Regions from separate parts of the Lactuca sativa genome. Here region 1 is linked to region 2. Evidence: chromatin contacts called from public Hi-C data. All regions are on one chromosome and are shown on one strand. The core of a region is the stretch at or near the end of the contact, and the rest is flanking DNA. Distances in the headings are between cores, read along the strand shown. Region 1 holds the start of LOC111879162 (filament-like plant protein 7). Region 2 holds the start of LOC111879175 (OVARIAN TUMOR DOMAIN-containing deubiquitinating enzyme 7).

Region 1 (6,054 bases), core at 1,191-3,690, 180 kb before region 2:
TTCCTGTTCAACAAACCATTACAAGTTTTTACAAACGATTCAACAACACCACTAAGCTCACATGTCTTCCATTGAAGAACACGAACTGTGTATCCTTCTGTTGTTGATGTTTCTGAAGCTTTATCACATAATCTCATCCCTTCAATCATCTCAATAAGTTTTTCAATTGACTTTTTATCGAATTGGGTTTCTTGATTTTCAACTGAAACTATTGCTAGCTTTTCCATTTCAATGAAATCATCCATTAATCCGATATCTGAAGCTCCTACTGTTTTGCAAGATGGGGCCCACGATTCAGCCATGCTTCCCTTTTCATCAATGTCAGAAGAGGCTGATAAATTTGTTTTTTGGGTGATGAATTCTTTAAGAAGTTTGTTTTCTTCTTCTAAAGAACATAATTGTTCGGTTAAAAAGTTGATTTGTTTAATTGAAGTGATTGAATCATGGTCAAAGTTTGACTTTTTGCCAAGCAATTCTACTTCGGTCTTCATTTTTGCAAGAGAAGCGGGACCTGGGAGACGTTTTCTAACAAGAACACGGAGTCTTTGTGCTTCGGTTTCCAGCTGTGCAATCTTTTTCACATTTGCTAAGTGTTGTTTGTGTGCCACGTCAGCAGTTCTTCGATTGAAATCTCTCTCTTCGTTTCTGATTTCAAGTTCTTTCTCCATGACTCTGACTTCATAGCTTAAAGAAGCGTTGTCTCTCTGAGTCGACTCGAGTCGACTCATGAGTGAACTCAGATCAGAATCCAGTTGATTCTTTGATGAATGTAGTTCGTCTATGAGTTTTTCTTTTGATAAAAGAGCTTTAGTCAAATGGGTATTTTCGGAAATTAGTTTCGAAAGTTTTTTATTCGATTCTGATAACTTTTCCTCTAGAATGATTCTTGATTTTTCGTATTCTCGTGATGTTTTCATCACAGCATCATGAATCCTTTTTTCTTGTTCTTCACGAACGAATCGAAGCTGATGCATACACTCTTTTAAAGCTGCATCAACACCATATAATCTTTCCTCACTTTCTGCTGTTTGTTGTGTAGCTTTTTCTAGCTCTTGTTTTAATGCTAAAACTTCTGCTTCTGCTTTCTCCCATCCTGTATAAAAGTCAAACTTTGGTCAATATAAACAAGAACACCATAAAAAACCATAAATTCATCTTAAAAACATATTATAAAAGACCTTGAATGGCTTCACGTGCGATGTTTGTTTGTTTCTTTGCAATGTCATCTTTGGTTTTAATCTCAGCAAGTGCATTTGAAAGCTTTTCATTTGAAGTATTCAAGTTTCTTTCAAGTTCATCTTCATAAGCTAAAATTCCCTGTAACTAAAAACAAGAGAGATGTTAGAAACATGTATGGATTTATTTAGTCAAAGATCTGTAACAAAAAAGTCAAACCCTTGTACCTCATCTTCATTCCCTCTGTTGACCTTATCAGGTGTAAACATGGTCTTCTCAATCGACTTTTTCTTCCATAGCCATGACTTGTGTTCCATTGCTTGAAAATACCTTTTTAATGTTTGGTAACTTAAGTCACATAGGACCTGTGACAATAACAGAAAAAAGGTGAACTTATTAGAGATTAATGAATTGCACATTATTATTTAATCTTGATTAATCGTTAAACTTAGACTAATTGTTGATAATATGAGGAAAACAATGATGAATAGATGATTCATCTCGTTTACAAATTCCAATTAGGTTTAGGGATTGAAAGAGGAAAAAGGATCGTTTCATGGTAATTGTTCCGACTTACTGTGTGAAAGTCTCATATAAGACAAATTACAATTAATATGATTCACCGACAAAGTATTTTTCATTTCTTCCAAATAGTAAAAATCGCGATTCAGGTAAAAAGGGGAAAAATTAGTCTACAGGATTTAGTCAATACGAGTTGCTAACATATCAAATTTCAACGAAATCAGTCAAAAATAATGTCCAAAAAGGAAAAATAACACTATACTACAAAGAATAACAGAAACAAAACACATATATTAAATCAAACTAACAATGTAAAATCATAATAAAGATGGAGGCAGAAGGGATCAAACAAAGGCATTCATGATCACAGCTACTATGACAAAGCTTTTTCTCTGTGACATTCATGAATCATTAATCATCAATTTTTTCAGTAAAAAAATGAAACTAAAACTCAAATCTGAACTTCAGAAAAAGTATGAAGAAACGAATCAAAAGAGGAGCATGCACATCAGTGGATCTCATTGCAAACAAACTAAAAATGTGAGTTGCGATCTTACCGACGGTCAACAGCAGGACACCGACGGTCAACAGAACACCGACGGGAGCATTAACTGAAGAAAATAAAAGGTGAGCAGACGAGAATAATGGAGAAGAAGAAGCCACAACTGGAGCTAGTTTCTAGAGAGAGAGAGAGAGAGAGAGTAAATGTAGCGTTGCAAGCTGTACTGTACGATATATAACACTCTCACACACACAGAGGTATATATATATACTTATATATGTATCTATAGAGAAAGTATTTATATATTATTATTTTATTTATAGTGAGAGAGATTGCGAATCGAGTGCATCTGACAAGGACGTGACGAAGTCGGGCCGGGTCGTCCACTTCTGATGATGAATTGAAGATCGGTTTTACGCGTATGGCGTATGCTGCTTAACTCATTTATGGTTAGAATCTACTAGCAAATTAACCAAACTAACCAAGCATATTTTATTAATAAAAATATATTTTTCAAATATACAAAATGTCAAAAAAAATTGTCAAAATCGATATCTTACTTAAAATCATTTTATGTTTTGCAAGATCATGATTCTAAGATCTTATCAAAATGAATTTATATTCAAATGTTGCTCGCAAGATAATGTTATCAACTTTAACTTCTTAAGTATCATCTATAATTTTTGTTGCTACAAACCGTAAACATTAAGAATAAATTATCTTAATTAGAAATAAGATCATTTTGATCATGTACAAGTAAGACGTAAGATTATAAAAGGATTATGTCTAACTCGAGATGAAATTGATAAAATGTGATGCTCTAGAAAACTTCTTGCAACTCGTGACACTTGATTTCAAGTTGAACATACAAAGTTTTGATACTCAACTATATAACAAAACTACAGAGGTGAAATCGGGATCGTAGTGTAACCAGGATCGTTTTTCACTTGTAGAATCTTAAAATCGTAAGATCGTAAAATCAAAATCGAGATTTTAACAACCTTGAAAATGCCTATCAACTTCGTAATATTGGACTCAGAATAGTAAATGTCATTCTAGAATAGATGGTGGTCGGTGGAATATTCAGAATTTGACATCTGTACATTCTAGAATGAAAACATAATCAACAAAATATGGTATTGAGATTTCTGTTGTATATCTTATACTTTTGAGTTGCTAAACAGATTCATGTCTTTTTTATGTCCTAGATTACCAAGGTATACATAGTGACGCCGGAACAAATTGTTTGTAATAATATGTAACTTCATAAAATTTAAGGAATATCTTCATTTGTAACTTGTTTATATTACACCACCAAAACAAATTGCTTACAACATACTCAAAAGCAACGCATCCCAAAGGTAAACCAGTCGTGTTTATCCATGACCAATTATTAGTTCGCCACAAACCACCACACCCCTGGTCAATAGGTTGTACGATCTCGATCGTAATATTCTACACAAAAGAATAAATAAAAGTTAATAATATCATATTCCCCTGTAGCATGTTATAGAAAATGGTAAACTAATATGTATACCACAATAACATCAGACACACACATATTCGACCGACCCTAAACGTCTAATCCTCAGTCATGCAATTTTTCGAAGGATCACACCTCATCTGGGGGTATGAGTGTTCAAAAATACAAAAACATCTCCCCGATCCAAATTTATAAAATCAAAATGTCAAAAAGGTAGCAAACATAGTTATGATTTATTTGCAAAATAATCCAATATTTCCACCTTAAAGGCATATATAAAGCCATATACGATATACGAAGGTTTCTGACCAGTTCTTGGGCGATTCGGGTACAAATGCTCCTTAATTTTATCAAAAACATGAGACAACTGTTTATACATGTAATCCCATATTATTCACCCCTCAGGGTATCAGTGTCGCCAAAAAATTGGTAATTTATAAAAAAAAAAATACAATATAAAATCATAATTTGAATGTTAATTACTTGATGCATGTTGAATTGTTCAAATTTGAGAGCAATGCAACATATTTGTTATGCACTTACGGACTAGTGTATCTATAACAAAGTCCAAGGTGTAACATATACAACAAGAACACTCGGATACCATCTTCATCGGATGACTCATTAAGTGAGTTATTTAATACATGCTACAAGTCAGCAGCTTTCAACACAAAATACTCCATGTATTGCAAACCTGTGACAACACATCAAACTCACTTATCAAAATAGAGACCATAGTGTCTATAGGAAATATCAACTCCTTTACATATGCGCTCTCTCTCTCTCTCTCTATATATATATATATATATATATATATATAATATGTCCTATTCGTTTAAGAATATTACCCTAAATTCTAAAAATGTAAGAACCTATAAATTGTTATTTTTTTAATATATTCATTCATTTTATACTCATCTAGCCAAACTTCTTTTGCATATATCTTATTCCACTTAGTGGGTAAAGGTGCATGATATAAAAAATTAAATCATTGTCACTTATATATTCTTTTTCTTACTTATTAATTCTTACTCATTATCATTATCAACCATTTAACATTATTAAAAACCGCATTTGCATATATTATGTGAGAATGCCCATATTCTCAAAGAATATAGTGTGCTTTATGAAATTCTTATTTGTGTTACTTTTTACATGATTATTAAAAAAATGTGTCAACATTACAGTATGAATGATTATTATGAGAATTATGATTCTTCAAGAACGTTTTATGTGAATGCCAATTTAATTATTCTCATCATCAAAAAAGATACTTTAACTAAAATAACTGATTCTTAACCATTCTTATTATAACACCAGTTCTAGGAAAATGTTTCTTTTATATTTATGGCAGTTAATGACTTCAAATGGGAGAGTTCGGGGTGGCCACGGCGTAATGATGGGAGCACCATGATGTGGTGTTGGCTAAGAATGGAACGCACATCTTGTAGACGCTACGACGTGGCAAGGTCCATGCCACGAAGTGGTAGCGGCCAACATGCAAACCCTAATTTTTTTGGGTTTTAAGCTCTATTTAAGGGATGTGATAGCTAGGGTTTTGTAATGCCCGTTCCAAGTATCATTTGAATTTCTAAGTTTTTAGGGTTTTGTACTTGGACTCGACGAGTTGGGGAGCCCAACTCGACGAGCATAGATCGATTTTGGACGTGGGATTTAGGACCTACTCGACGAGTTGGAAGGCCCAACTCGACGAGTAGGCGCTGTAAAGGAAAACCCTAAATTTTAGGGTTTGCACCCTATATAATCTCCTTAAAACCTTGAGGCTGACCTTCCATCAGCCTCCAAACCCTAAGAACATCAGTGCTAAACCCTAATCTCCATTTTCTCTCATATTGTGAGCTAGAGTGACTTTTGGAGCTTAAGAAGAAGAAGATAGTGAGACTAAGGAGAAGATCCAGCAAACAAATCCCTCACTGTTGAGCTTGACCATCTTGTGGACTATTATAAGCACTCAGGATTCAATTTTTATCTTAGAGTATGACTAGATCTTGATTTTACTCTTCATTTCCTATCATTCTTTTCGATTGCATGCATGGGGTTCATAAAGTTTGCAACTTTATGAATCTCCAGGGCAAAATGGTCCCATAGTGGGCTAGATCTAGCTTTTGGTCAAGCATGGATGCCATGCATGGATTTTAGGGTATATTTTTCCTCTTTGGCCATTTTGACTTCAAGACATGAATTGGACATGCATGTCCATAAAGTTTCCATCTTTGGAACGTTTTGAGGATTAGAACCTCTTCTGGAAAGGAGGGATTCCAGATCCCTAGAGTCTTGGACCACATGGCTAAGCTTTTGAGCTTTCCAACCTTTGTTAAGGGCTTTAGAGCATTCAGATTAGTTTTAGAGG
Region 2 (6,092 bases), core at 407-2,906:
CAAGGTGAATTTTCTTCACTGTATTTTTGGGTCGAAGGCACCAAGGCTGACCCATTGGTTGGATAACCTGATATTGTTGATATGTTGAGTATGGAGTAGATATGCATGCTAATCTTGATATGCTAGTCTGGTAGATCAGTCGGACTATATGTGATCCTGTCTGAATGATTACATGTATATGGTTGTTAGCTGTCGACATATTGTGTTGGGTTGAGGTTATACTGCTTTGTGTTGTAGCCAACAAACTCTGGAGCATTCCAGATATGAGTTAAGGACCGGGTAGGGTCTTCCAGACTCATACTGAGGGCTCAGGTGTATTCTGAATACAAGTTGAGGCCTGGATGGTATGCCAGACTCTTACTGAGGGCTTGAATGTATTGGAGCAACCCATATATGAGCCGAGGGCCGGGTAGGGCATGCCAGACTCATACTGAGGGTTCATTAGCATTCCAGATAGGAGCTAAGGACCCGGTTGGTATACCAGACTCATACTGAGGGCTGAACATTGGTATTCCAGTCCGATGACTGATTGGGTTGGGAGTATGCCAAACATAAGCTGTGGCCCCCCCCAGGGGCAAGCCAGACTTATGTTGTGGGCTCAAGAGCAGGCCAGACATGAGCTGTGGGGCCCGTTAGGCAAGCCAGACTCATATTGTAGGCTCATGGGTAATCCAGTTTTTTAGTTGTGGACCCAATACATGCTGTTATTGTTTATATGCTATTTGTTTGGGTGTTGGTATTTTTGGGGGAACTCATTAAGTTTTGTGCTTACAATTTTATTTATGGTTTCAGGTTTTTCAGATGATTCGTGGTAAGGCGAAGGCGTGACCACACACATCATTGGTTTTACAGCGGTTTGGATCTTGGGAGACTTTGATTTTAAATCATGTTTTGGAGACAATGTTTTGTAAACACTTTTTTTTTTTTTTTTTTTTTTTTTTTTTTTTTAATAAATGGGTTGTTTTAAAAAGTTTAAAGTCTGTTGAAATTTTAGGATGTTACAACGAGTTGGCAGGTTTGGAACATAAACCCATATATGTCCCGTCAACCCATTTATTTATACGGGTTCACACATTGACGGGTTCGTGGGTCATATTTGGGTTCATGGGTTCAATTCCATACATAAAATTGATAATTAAACATGAATAAATTATTAATGCAAACATATCTAAATTTTAACCACTTAACTACTTAAGTCTTAAACATCTAAATGAAAATTAAAAACATTCACAGAGACATCAGGTCAAATAAGAATATTTAGGTCAAACACTAAACGACAAACGTGTTGCATATGTCAAATGGAGAATGACATCCTATCCTAGACGGGTTGGAGAATGACAAACGTATAAACTGTATAATACTTAAGCCTGAGTACATTTAAAAAATATATAATTTTTTCATTAAAATTCTAAACGGGTTGGCGGGTCAATCCATATATTTTTTGAGAAACCCATATATTAACTGTTTAATAAATGGGTTGGCGGGTTGAAAAACTCAACCCAAACCCGTTTATTTCGTGTCGTGTCATGGATCGTGTCGAGAAATTTCATGCCAAACTTAGATGACCCAACCTGTTTCAATTGGGCCGGGTGAAATTTTTCGATGGAGACCAGAGCAGTTATGGGCTACTTGAAGTGTGTTATGGCCCAAAAAGTCGCACCGATCTCTGAACTCTGATCACGAGAGCAGCCCTGAGACGAGAGTGGGAGCACAAACACCGTCTTCCTCCCCAGCAGCCTAATCGATTCTTCAATCGGAAACGTTCTGATTCACTAACTCGGAAACATTTGCATCAGGAGGAACAACCTCGTGAAATAATGGTCAAAACAAAGATAAAGAAATCTAAACCAAATAAGCACCCCAATGTAAGTTTCTCAGTTGCCTATGCTTATATTTGGATAAAGTTTCCGTGAAGTTCTCTGTTTTTGCACGATCTGATTTACTCTAGGGCTTTTGATTTTGTTCAAATACTACTTTGTTTGGTACGATTGCAGCAATTTTGTTTGACAATTTGTATTATCTGAAGTTCCAAATTGAATTTTGACTTTTGGTACTCGAAATCAACCGTTATACCTTCTGTTTTGTTGTTAAATCCACTTGTTAACCTCTTCGTGGACTTGATAAGCATCTAGATGAGTAATAACTGGTAACATAGTGATAGTTTTCGATTGTCAGGTGTTTGATTACTTTCATGTAGGATCAAAACATAAATGTAGTTTAGGAACTGATGTGTGCAACTGATAACATTGGATGCTCTTGTTCTTAGTGAAACTTTTTCTTATGAACTACTGATTAAATCATCTTTTGCACTGTTGGATTGACACTTGACAGACTAAAAAGAACAGCAAGCAATCTGACATTTCAGAATTTCGAGCTCAGCTTGATGTATTAGGTTTAAAAATTATAGAAGTAACTGCAGATGGGAATTGCTTCTTCAGGTTTGTGCTCAAGTACAAAAAATTCATTCAATCAATACAGATGATTTACTGATTAGAAACATATATATTCAACTTCTATCAATTGAAACATCATAATTCTCATCAAATTCTTATCACAGAGCCTTGGCAGATCAGTTGGAGGGAGATGAAGACAAGCATGAGAACTATCGGAAAATGGTTGTTCACTATATCATGGTATCATTAAAATTTTTATTTTCATGTCTTCAAATTTAGGCAAAAATACATAAAAGCCACTATATTTTAGTCATATATGTCAGTTTCGTGAATGAAAGCCACCCAAGTCTGACAAATTTAGGCAAAAATACGCAATGTGCCCTAAAATTTATCATTTTGATATGTCCATTTTCTAAATGTTCTTGATAAATACATTAAATATTCAAGAAAACCAACAATTGAGCAATTTTTTTTACAGAAAAACCGTGAAAACTTTGAGCCTTTTATTGAAGATGAAGTGCCATTTGATGAATACTGTCAATCCATGGAAAAAGATGGCACTTGGGCTGGAAATATGGAGTTACAAGCTGCTTCTCTTGTTACTCACAGTAATATATGCATACACAGAGTATGTCCTTTTATAGCAACCTACATATTCTCAAAATTAATAATCTTTTCTAGATAATTTACCTCTCATGATCTTATTTTACAGATATCTTCACCTCGTTGGTATATAAAGAATTTTGATGACGAAAATGCCCAAATGATCCATTTGTAAGTTCCAATTTAGTATTTCTAGATAATTTAGTGTATCTAATTTTCTTGAAGTATTATCATAAGATGTTTTAAATTGATTTTTCAGGTCTTATCATGATTTGGAGCATTACAATAGTGTGAGATTAAAAGAAGACACATGCAATGGGCCATCAAGGCCAATCATAATTAAGGTTTTTTTTTTGTTGTTTTCATCATAACTGTTTACAATTATATCAATTTTTTTATATAAAAGTAATAACTTTTACTTATTTTAAAAGGCCGATGCTGATCTTTCAGTGAAGTCTCACTCCCATCAACCAAATGCTGCTCCTAAAACTATCATCCAGGCTGAGTCCATTAAAACTGTCAAAGTTGGAAGTGGATGTGATAATGAGGACAAAATTCAACAGGTATAAATTATAAATTAGTTCTAACTAGGGTGATACTAACCCCTGCTTTGTGGAGGACCAAACTTGCATAAAAAGAAAAGTCTAGGGACCAAACTTGCCAATAAACAAAAGTCTTGTTGCCAAAGTCTGAAACCCAAAAAGTCTAGGGATCAAACCTGCCAATATATGAAAATGTAGGGACCAAACTTGAAAATATACGAAAGTTTTGTGACCAAAGTCTGAAACCCAAAAAGTCTAGGGATCAAACCTGCCAATATACGAAAATGTAGGGACCAAAGTCTGAAACCCAAAATTTCTAGCGATCAAACCTGCCAATATATGAAAATTAGGGGACAAACTTGCCAATATACAAAAGTCTTGTGGCCAAAGTCTGAAACCCAAAAAGTCTAGGGATCAAACCTGCCAATATACGAAAATGTAGGGACCAAAGTCTGAAACCCAAAATTTCTAGCGATCAAACCTGCCAATATATGAAAATTAGGGGACAAACTTGCCAATATACAAAAGTCTTGTGGCCAAAGTCTGAAACCCAAAAAGTCTAGGGATCAAACCTGCCAATATACGAAAATGTAGAGACCAAACTTGAAAATATACAAAAGTCTCGTGGCAAAAGTCTGAAACCCAAAAAGTCTAGGGACCAAACCTGCCAATATAGAAAAGTGTTGTGGCCGCAATATGAAATACAAAACTTATTGTGGCCAAAGTATGAAGCTTGAAAGTATCTATGCATGTCTAGTTTGTAATTAGATATAGTAAATAATTTTATCTTAAGATATTTTTGAGTAAACTACAAATTTAGTCCTTGTTCTTTACTCAAAATCACAAGTTTGGCCCAATGTTTGAAATTCATTACGGATTTAGTCCCTTCCAACATTGAAATGGAAGTCTTAAAGTGAAGCAAACTTGTGATTTTGAGTTAGCTCATTGACTAACCCCCCCATAAAATGCAAACTTAAGGACAACATTGGGGTAAATTTTGAAAATTGGAGCAAACTTGTGATTTTCAGTAAAGCACAGGGACCAAATTTGTAAATTATTATTTGATTGTATCTTTTAGGTATTGGTACAAGTAAATGGAGATGTGGATGCTGCAATAGAGATTATGATAGCAGATCAAGAGACTGAAGAAAACATGGTTGAAAATGATAGAGTTGACTTTTCAATGGACACTTCTCATGGTAATGACTGGTTAGTACATTTGTCAGAGAAACCATTTTGTTAAATTGTTTATTATATTATTTATATATATCTTACATTGATTTTTTTTTTTTTGTGTGTGTATTTTCTTCTAGAATGCTCTAGTAGCAACCACCTTGAAAAGATTGAAGATGAAAATACGAAGGAGAAACAGACTTGGAGCAATTTAGAAAGTGAAAACAATAAGACCAACTCGTTGCATGATGAAAAGGTTTTTTTTCTTGTTTATTATTTTTATGTGGTAATGAAATTTGTTTTGTTTTTATATATTTTAAGAGTAAATAATATTTTTTTCACTTTTGGTCTGTAAAAGTTCTCTTTCAATTATTATTTTTCCTTATTTGAGGCTTTGTAACGTTTTTGGTCCGTGTTCCAAGTAAAATGACTAGAGTTTTGGGACCAAAATTGTAAAAATCAGACACTCAGGGACTAAAAACGTTAAAAGAACCTCCAATTAGGGCCATAATTGCAAAGAATCAGCTATATTTAGGTACCAAAACTATAACTTAATCTTACATTAAGTGAACCCGAGTATAGTTGTTTTTCACATTTGGTCCGAAAAAGTTTTCTCTTGTAGTTTTGGTCCTTATTGATGCTTTTGTAACATTTTTGGTCCCTTCCCCAAGTAAAATGGCTATAATTTTGGACCAAAATTGTAAAAATCAGATACACTCAGGGACCAAAAGTAGTCATTTAAATCAGAATAAGGACTAAAAATATCATAAGAACCTCCAGTAAGGACCATAATTGCAAAGAATCATCTATACTTAGGGACCAAAAATGTAACATACTCTATATTAAGTAAGTTACATTTTTGGTCCCCGAGTATCTATTTTTCACTTTGGCTCCCAAAAAGTTCTCTTGCAGTTTTGCTCCTTATTTCTGGCATTTGTAACTTTTTTGGTCCCTGTTCCAAGTAAAATAACTATATTTTTAGGACCAAATTTGCAAAAATCCAAAACTCTCACAAAACAAAAAGTCATCTAACTTGGAAGAGGGACCAAAAATGTTATAAGAACCTCCAATAAGGACTATAATTGCAAAGAATCAGCTATACATAGGGACCAAAAATGTAATTTACTCTATTTATTAATTCACTGCAGAAAATACCTAGAAATAAGGCGTGCCCATGTGGATCAAAAAAGAAATACAAGTCTTGTTGTGGTACAATGGCTGCAAGAAAATTGTCTACTGTTGCAGTGTATGTATTTTGATAATATATAAATATATATATATATTTTTACTTTTGTTTATTCAGAAGGTTAAAATGGGAATTTTGTTCACTTAATGAGTTAAGTTTTTGATGTATATCATGATTCAGAAACAATACAATTGA

The links. Hi-C and Micro-C count contacts between places; a contact is called where the count stands out from the background.
Region 1: a contact with region 2 is called in a Hi-C map of leaf, with 6 times the contacts expected there. The contact joins the promoter of LOC111879162 here to the promoter of LOC111879175 in region 2. A contact is called at or near these places in 2 of 4 Hi-C or Micro-C datasets (both in leaf).

What each region holds. Positions count from the first base shown.
Region 1 is chr4:361,964,019-361,970,072 of Lsat_Salinas_v11, reverse strand. LOC111879162 (filament-like plant protein 7) reads right to left here and starts at 2,440. Exons shown (of 6, transcript XM_023875632.3): 1 at 2,256-2,440; 2 at 1,404-1,541; 3 at 1,179-1,317; 4 at 1-1,093. The coding sequence starts at 1,493.
Region 2 is chr4:361,783,060-361,789,151 of Lsat_Salinas_v11, reverse strand. It overlaps LOC111879175 (OVARIAN TUMOR DOMAIN-containing deubiquitinating enzyme 7), which reads left to right and starts at 1,656. Exons shown (of 11, transcript XM_023875649.2): 1 at 1,656-1,865; 2 at 2,332-2,438; 3 at 2,558-2,633; 4 at 2,872-3,021; 5 at 3,106-3,167; 6 at 3,256-3,340; 7 at 3,428-3,559; 8 at 4,617-4,737; 9 at 4,852-4,967; 10 at 5,860-5,957; 11 at 6,078-6,092. The coding sequence starts at 1,818.